Regions from separate parts of the Mus musculus genome. Here region 2 is linked to region 1. The links are chromatin contacts, called in public HiChIP or PLAC-seq maps. All regions are on one chromosome and are shown on one strand. Each heading gives the region's core, a stretch centred on a gene start, on an enhancer-like site or on the middle of the called end of the contact. The rest is flanking DNA. Distances are from core to core; before and after follow the strand shown. Region 1 has its middle 15 kb from the start of Ddx47. Region 2 overlaps Plbd1 (phospholipase B domain containing 1).

The links. HiChIP or PLAC-seq counts read pairs in DNA pulled down with a chosen protein or histone mark.
Region 2: a contact with region 1 is called in an HNF4G HiChIP or PLAC-seq map of pancreatic cancer cells. The contact joins two enhancer-like sites. A contact is called at or near these places in 4 of 39 promoter capture datasets (the 3T3-L1 cell line, hippocampal neurons, liver and 1 more) and 1 of 115 datasets of contacts at active chromatin or transcription factors (pancreatic cancer cells).

Annotation. Positions count from the first base shown.
Region 1 is chr6:135,024,231-135,028,413 of GRCm38.p6, forward strand. No RefSeq gene overlaps it. Among named protein-coding and RNA genes, the nearest start is that of Ddx47, 15 kb to the left of the region's middle. Within about 2 kb of position 2,186, at least 69 of the 459 cell types and tissues checked have an H3K27ac peak or open chromatin away from gene starts, as enhancers often do. A contact at or near this core is called in pancreatic cancer cells, where this site is marked.
Region 2 is chr6:136,609,731-136,613,913 of GRCm38.p6, forward strand. Plbd1 (phospholipase B domain containing 1) reads right to left here. Exons shown (of 11, transcript NM_025806.2): 9 at 4,062-4,183; 10 at 3,007-3,113; 11 at 2,341-2,618. The coding sequence ends at 2,448. It also overlaps a transcript of Atf7ip not described here. Among named protein-coding and RNA genes, the nearest start is that of Gm40409, 18 kb to the right of the region's middle. Within about 2 kb of position 2,016, at least 20 of the 459 cell types and tissues checked have an H3K27ac peak or open chromatin away from gene starts, as enhancers often do. A contact at or near this core is called in pancreatic cancer cells, where this site is marked.

The DNA of each region.
Region 1 (4,183 bases), core at 936-3,435:
TGGAGACCAAACCCAGGGCTCGTTAGGTTGGGACTCTACCAACAGAGTAGCCCGGGCTTTGCATTTAATTGCTGTTCATGGTGCATTTGAGTGAAGGATGAGTTAGAGGACTCGGACAATCGAAAGGAAGCGGGGAGGAGCCATCCATACTTGTGAGCAGTTGATCTGAGTTGGGCACCCTTGGGGCTCATTTTCTAACCAGTCATGCTTTCCTGATAGGCTTCTCCAACGTGACTGTGGTGGTGACTTTATTTTGCATCAGTGGACAGCTGATGGGTAACATTGTCTCCCTGTGAAGAACTTCAGAAGCAAATTAAAATTGGATTGGGGACGTGTCTGAGGGCTCAATAAAAATCTGGGGAGTGTTCCAGCCTGAACTTCTGCTAAGCAGTGGTTCATGGAGCTGAGATATATGCATAATTTTGGAGAGATTTAAAGAGTGGTTGAGGAAGACGCCAGACGTTGACCTCTGGCTTCTACATATACATGAACACACAGGTGCACACAGGAGAACTAGTACGTCCATATACATAACCCGTTGTGCCAGGCTTGGAGGTGTAGCTCAGTTGTTACTCTGAGGGTCCAAGACTCAACTAGATCATTTTATTATTCTTGGTCTTATAAAAATGCAACAAACACCCCAGAATTTGCCTGACTCTTCACAGATGTCTGGATGAGAGCCAGAGAGCTTTCCAAGTAGCTTCCTGTCTCTGAGCTATCTATCCCCTACATCTGATGCCAGTTGCCAAGTGCCTCAGCTCTGGGAAATGGGACCAGAAAGAACCAGAGGGCAGTGGTGTTGGTTACAGCAAATGAAGGAATCCACCTTATCAGAAGCAGGTGACAAAGCATGAAGAAGGCATGTCCTCAAAAAAGAAATTAGAGACTAGGCTGTGGCAATTCTAATCCAGAGTTCTTGAGGTGAAACCTAGCCTTGGGGCAGATAATAAAAGGGTGTGAGTCACTCTTGGGCTGGAATGACAAGAGACTCAGCCCAAGCACTGGAGATTCAAGGGTGACCCACACCTACATTCTTTATGCCTCACCTGTCTCAAGAATGCACTAAAACTACAGCTAAAAATAACTGCAGAAACTTGAGGTCTGGGAAGTATCGCCAAACAGTCACACCTAAGTAGACAAGAGCTCTGGGCCATGATTGAAGACAAGAACATGCTCAGCTGGAGGCCACACAGTCTGTAGGACCCTCATACCTGTTGATACCGCTGGAGCTTGTCTTAGAGACTTTGTTGCTGTGAGGAGACATCATATAAAAGGAAGCATTTATTGGGGGCTTGCTTATAGTTTCGGGATTATGCCATGATCATCAAGCTAGGGAACATGGCAGTAGCTAAGTGCTTAGATCTGATCCACAAACAGGAGGCAGAACGAAGGAGATTAGGCCTGGAATGGGCGTTCGAAGCCTCCAAGTTTACCTCCAGTGACACACCTGTTGCAACAAGGACACGCCGCCTAATTCTTCCCAAACACCTCCATGCATTGGGGGCCATTCTCAAACCATGGTAGAGCTTTCGTCTGCTTACAGCCATCTGTTCATCTGATACCAGTAATCTCAGATTTTAGGAGGAAGAAGCAGGAAGATCAGGAGTTCAAGGCCAGCATCAGCTGCGTAGGTAGTTTGGAGCCAGCCTGGGCTACGTGGAAACCCCATCTTTTGGAAAACAGAGCCAGTGAGGTGGCTCAGCAGGTAAAGGCACTTGCTACTAAACCTGAGGACCTGAGATTGATCCCCCCAGGACTCATATAATGAGAGAACTGACTCACAGAACTTCCTCTTAATCTCTTAACATCCTGTGATAGTTTCCACCCTACCTCTGATAAATAGATGCAAAAAAATTTTAGGTCAAAAGACCCAAACAAAAGCACATACACAAACCAAAAAAACAAAACCAAATTTGATTCCAAATCTCAGTCCTTATATGATGTGTATGTGTGTCTTTTGTATGCATTTCACATTATACACTCAACAAGCACTTACTGAACGAAAGGAATCAGCCAGTGGTGGCAGTATTGCATTTCCTTAAATGTGCTCCACATAACAAATGAGTGTTATGCCTATAAGCTTTCAGATGCCAACTTAGTTTCCAATGGGCAACCATTAAGAGAGGATAACAGAACATCTTCGTTTTCACCGGTAGATGGCAGAAGGGGGAAATGCTCGCCCTCACTTCCTCTGTGGGAAAAAATAGTTACTAGTGAGCAGTGACTGGGGTGCAGTGCAGAATCAAAGGGCACACAGTGTACTCTTGTGTGGCCTGCAGTGACTAAGGGGTAGCAATCAGGGCAGGTATGAGAAGTACCTATAGGTATCTGAAGGGTGATAGTCTTTAACAGGACTGCCAGGCCAGGCCTGGGGTGTTTCCTCACAGGTAGAGAGCTTGCCTTTTGTGTGCAGGGATCTCTGGGTTACCCAGACTCTAGGACTGGGAGAACTAAATGCTGTATAAAATGCAGCCTTGCTCTGTTCCCTGGTCCCTATCTGTGCTAGCTTTCCATTTGTGCTAAAGTCTCCCCTGCCTATCTAGGTATTGATAGGTCACCAACTCCTGGTTCTCCCCCTCCAGTCTGGAGCCTGGGAATACAGGCATTTCCTTCCCAATGCACAGTGTGTATGAGAGTAAGTTGTTCAGGGTCTTGAATCCTCTTTCACGATATATCCCTCTGTTTTGCTGTACCCTCATCCAGGCCAGTCCATAGCTTTCACTTGTCCATGTTATCTCATGGCTTGGTGCCAGGGAGCTAGTGAGTCACTTATTCTTTTTGTCTTTGGCCCAAAGTGATGGGGACTTGTCCTCCATCCAAAAGAATGATAGCAGCAGTCAGGCATGATGGTCAGCAATATTGGGCTGTGGGCCTGAGGGCATAGCTCAATGGCAAAGGCTGTGTTTACATGCACGTGGCTCTGGGTTTGATTCCTGGCATTAAAAAGAAAATGAGAGGCTGGACAGACGTCTCAGCTGCTGAAGTGCTTGCTGTACAAGTAGGAGGGCCTGAGTTCAGATCCCCGGAACTCATGAACAGTTGGTGTGGTGGCCTGTGCCTGTGATCACAGCACTTGGGAAGGGAGGCTGGACATCTGGGACTCTCTAGCCAGTCAGTGTAGTCAATTGGTGAACTCTAGGTTCAATGAGAAACTCTGTCTCAAAAACAAAAAAATATGGTTGTGGGCTTGTGGGGTGATTTAGTGGGTAAAGGAGCTTTCTGCCAAGCCTAACTATCTGAGCTTGGTCCTTGAGACCCATATGATAGGAAGAGCAATCAAGGAAGACACTGGATGTTGACCTCTGGCCTACACACACACACACACACACACACACACACACACACACACACACACACACGAGTGAGCCTTCCCATGTTCAAAACACATACCCTTATACCCACACACACCATACCACCCCAGAGATAGAGATGAGAGAGAGAGAGAGAGAGAGAGAGAGAGAGAGAGAGAGAGTGTGTTACAGAACAGAGACAAAGTGTTTTATATATATCTTTATAAATTTATAAAAAGTATATATATACAGATATGTGTGTGTACATATATATTATTTTACCTCCCAGCCTTGAACACTGGCTCTTTCCCCTCCATTCTCTGAAGATGAGTCCTCTGGTGACTCTACCTTGCTGCCTGACATCTCAGAAACTCGCCAGTCCAGGCTATTAAACCCAGTGCCACCTTCAAGCCAATGCTCTCCTTGTGATTTTCAGTGAGTCAAGAGAGCAGAGACCATGACAAGTTTTCTTGATTGCCACGTTTTTCTTAACTCAGTCAGGGTTGTTTTAGACACACGATGGCGAACAATGAGGTTGTGGCCAGCCTGCTGGGTCTTGGCACTCTTGGGTCCTGACACCCATCATTTCCCTTGCTGGAGGCCATGACTCAGTTTTTGAGGAAACTTCTGAAAAGCTTGTTTGTGATACTCCTTCTTGGTCACCCCTTATTCTGTGTTTACTTCTTTGAATTTTCCCAAGGAGATTCAAGAATCATATAGGGAGCCGAGAGTTGCCGCTAATAGAGTTGAACCAAGGCTTCTGTTGGCGTTTGTTGGTTTTCGTGGATTTCAGAGGATGAGGGTTCAGGGAGTGGGTGGAGAGCTCAGTCCTTTAATCCCAGTACTCAGAAAGCCAAGGCAAGAGGAGTGTGTGTAGCCTAGGCTGGCCTACA
Region 2 (4,183 bases), core at 766-3,265, 1.6 Mb after region 1:
GAAAGGAACAGAGCTTTCTTCCTTGGAAATACCTGTTGGGATAGCATTTGCCTCACAGAGCAGTGTTCCCCCCCCCCCCACCTATGCCAGATAAAGGATACTTTTGCAAGCGTGAGGCATCTCTTCAGAGCTCTCTTCCAGTGTTGGACAGGTGTTCTGGGGGCTTGCTCCAATCGCTTTAAATATCCTCCCAGTTGCCACTTAGTGTGACATGGCAGGGATGCCCATTTCTTCCCTGGTGTCTCCCAGTACTGTCTGATTTAGAATGCTCTGTGTGGCATCCTCTCTTGACAGGCTGTGATTTCACCCCGTAGGTACCACAAAGAAAGCCTTTCAAGTGTTCTCCTGACTCCGTAGGCCATTTCCGTATCCTCAATATGGTCAAATTTTCCCACTTCCCAGTGATTGGGTGGCCTGGTTGGCTCTCATGGAACTACACATGTCCTTGTGCTATAGGCAATAACTGTGTAATCATGTGTGAGTCTGTCTTCCTTAATCATTTTCAGGGCAAATGGCTTTAAAAAAATATTTAAGGGACACATAAAGATTAGAGCAATTATGAGGGGTTTGTTGGAGCAGGAGACTAATTTGTAAAACTCATCGCCTTGAGTCAGCAGAGAGGGAGGAGGTGAAGTCACTGCTCCCATCTGCCAATGACTGTCATGTTTGAGCTTTTGTTTTGTGTTTTCTATGTTAGCCTTACTCTGAATACCTACCTATCATTTAAATATTTAAATGTATTTTCTCTCCCTTCTTCTTTTTGTAAATAAGGGAACAAAGCAATCAAACACCTTCTGGGGGATCCTAGCTTGAGGATTTTATCAACCATTTCAAATGTAAATGTGAAAATCAGTCCCTGTAGGAAACTCGCATCCGAATTTCTGTTTGTTGCAGTTGAAAATGTAAATAAGATGCTGTAAGACCCTCCTTAAGGTCTAATGCTAACTGGGCAGTAGCAGGTTGGTTGCCCTATTTTTATTAGGTTTTGAAGGTTTTCATTTTCTTTCTTTCCTAAATGTACAGTAGAATGGTGTCCGTGTGTAAGTGTCGACTGTAGTGGGGTTTGTCCAGCAAGCCTGAACTTTATACTTTGAAATAAATGACTGAGTTTTTAACATTCTGAGTACCCTGACTCATTCCAAGAGTTCTCAGTCCTTGTGTTTCTTTAAAAACTCCCACTTCCATCACAAAAACCCCTTGCTCCCTGTTCAGTGCCTTGTTCAGCAGTTCCCTCCCTGGTACTCCACCCAGATGTTGTGCCCTGGCTTTGGGAAAGTAGGAGTTACACAGAACTGCTACTTGGTTAGATACGGTGTTTTCAACTAGTGAGAGAGAACAGCATGTCTAACCTGCTGCCCATTAACAACCAGGAAGGATCCTTCCCCTGTTAGCAGCAGGGGAAGGAGAAAGACCGCGGGAAATGCAGGTGTCTCTAACAGGCCTTCGTCCTGCCTCCAGCTCCACTTGAACTTGGTTCTAGCTTGAACTGTGATTGATGTTTGCAGGCCTAAAAGGAGAACAGTGAACTGAGACAGGGTTTCTGTATCCTTCTGTGTATTTGTTTCATACATGTTTATTCTGTAGCTTTCTACCCTTCAGGAAATGTTTGCTGTTAAACAACTCTATGGAAAATGGATGTGTGTAGGGCGATGGACCATGCCAGGAAACTTGGTAAGGTTGCGTGGGTTCTGAGACCCAGGTACCCATCTGCGGATTGTAGGCATCTCCCTGCTCCCTGCCATATTCCTGGCCTGGAACACATGACCACGCTCCCCACAGTGGTCTTGTAGATCAGAACAGAGTTCTCCATGCTAATGAAATAGCTGGATGGGCCCTGGGCGTTTAGCCAATTAGCTTCCCTTCTCAGACATTCCTTCCTGCAAAAGGTACCTAATCTCTGGTCCATCCTGAGGAAGTGGTGTTTTCCATGATGAACAGTCAATAAACAATTTGAAACCAAGGACTGACTCATCAAGAACTCCCATGGGCAGCAAGGAGACAGGCTTCATCTACAGAGCCTCGCTGTCCAAGTCTCTGGCAGAAGGCCCCTTCAGCTCCCTGACTCACTGCTGCTAGGCTAGAGTTCCCCCATTCATTCCCCAGCGCCCATGGGCCCCCAACTCCCCGTGACTGCTAATGGCATCTGGATGTCCAGTTTAGGAGCCCCTGGCCCAGGGCTCCTCAGGAGTCAGGGAGCTGCAGCCCCAGCCTATGTCGTGTCTCACTTGGGCTGAGGCCCCATCCAAGGCTGCGTTCTTCCACCTCGAGTGGTGAATCGGCACTTGGCATTTCGCCCGACCAAGCGGCATTCCCAGCAAGGCTAAACGCAGGACCACAGATGGGAATTTAATATTTTTTATTAAGAGTACAGATGGGAAAATACAGCTAAGAGTGCCTTTGGTGTCCTATTCGCAGCTTTCTGTCATCTCTATGTCTCACTTTTTGTCCTATGACAAAATTGGTTTCATGGTAACAAAATTAAAGTCAAAGACTTCTGGCATCCCCCGATGGAGCGTGTCATTGAACCGATTCCAGTTAAAAGGCGGGAGTCCATCTTGTACCGTGGGACCACTAATGGCATAGGCTTTATACTGAGATGCAAGAAAGATGTCTGCCACCTGGAAAAAGAGAGGAAAACATTTGAGAAGACCATCTAAAATTTGACTGTGTAATCTTCATTCGCCCTTCTTAAGGTGGAGTGTGGTTTGTTTATTTTATTTAACGAGTATTTGTCTATGAGAGTATATATGTGTACCAAGCCTGCAGTACCAGTAGAAGCCTGAAGAGGGTAGTAGATATCCCAGAATTGGAGTTCAGATGGTTGTTAGCCAGCGTATGAATGCTGAGAATCTACCAAAAATCTGTAGAGCCAGGTGTAGTTATATACAAAGCTGCTTCCTGAATTTAATATGTGGTTGGACAAACTGGGTTATGCTACAAAAACATCTTGCCTCTGGCCTAACTCCTTGTTAGGAGTAAATTGGAAAGCATCAGAGTGTCTATTACCTTGGTGTCATAGCATCCTCCAGGGCTTGGACTGGCTCCATTCAGGTCCTCACGACAGCAGATGGTACTGCAGGGATCCCCCTTGCTGTAGGGGTCCTCTTTATAATCTAGGAGACACAGTGGTGAGGAAGAAGAGATATGGGCTACTCTGAGATATACTTAGCAAGATTTTGTATCTATCCATGCCTGGGTCATTAAAGAGCATATCCCACTGGCCTCCCCAGCCCAGCCTGCTTCTAGATACAGAGATCGCTTGAGGATTGCACTAGGAAGTACAAATCCCCAGTCCTGGGGCAGCCCCGAAGAACCATACCCCAAAGAGGAAAGGGGGAGGGGATGGAGAAGGAGAAAGAGAGAGAGGGAGAAGGTAACTCTCACCACTTTCCACAGATGAAGTACAAACTAGGCTTGGAAAGTCTTCACCAAAAGAAAGCACTTAATGAGTATTCTTAGCTGCCTTTGTACTTGGGAGGTGTGCTAGCAGGAGGCCGGGTGATGCTAAGGAGATAGCCCTATGTGGATTATTTCTGTATTTTACATGTTTGTGTTCTTGTTTTTTCTTTTTAGGGGGAGTGGGATGTGATGGGTCAGGCAAAAATAAAATCTGTAGAGCCAGGTGTGGTTCCAACACTCAGGAGGCAGGGCCGGGTTGATGAAGAATTCAGTTTTTGTGTCTGTATCTGTGCTAACAAGGCTGTGTGCACATAAGCATACCATGGTGTGCTTGTGGAGGTCAGAAGAAAAGCTGTGCAAGTCAGTTCTCTCCTTCTACTGTGTGGGTCTAGAGGGTCAAACTCAGGTCAGTAGGCTTGACAAAAAGTGCCCTCATCTGCTGAGCCACCCTACCAGCCTTTCAGAAATCTCTCTGAGGCTTTATAAAGGAAGCAACGGCTCTATTTGTTGAGCCATATGTGTACAGCATTAGTAGTATCCGATATTGACTTCAGTAATTTCTTATAATTCTCTCTCGTACAGAGATGGCGGACTTACACAATTCTTATTTCACAGGGAAGAGAAGGGGTTTTGCAGAGTGACTCAACAAATGTGCTACGTACTGTTGTATCGCATGATATATTTCATGGAGGCCATGTCCGTCACGTTCCCTTGGTCACGCCTGAAGATTTTGGCACGTGGAGCTAAGTCATAAGAGTAGTCCAAGCCCAGCTTGTGAACCAGC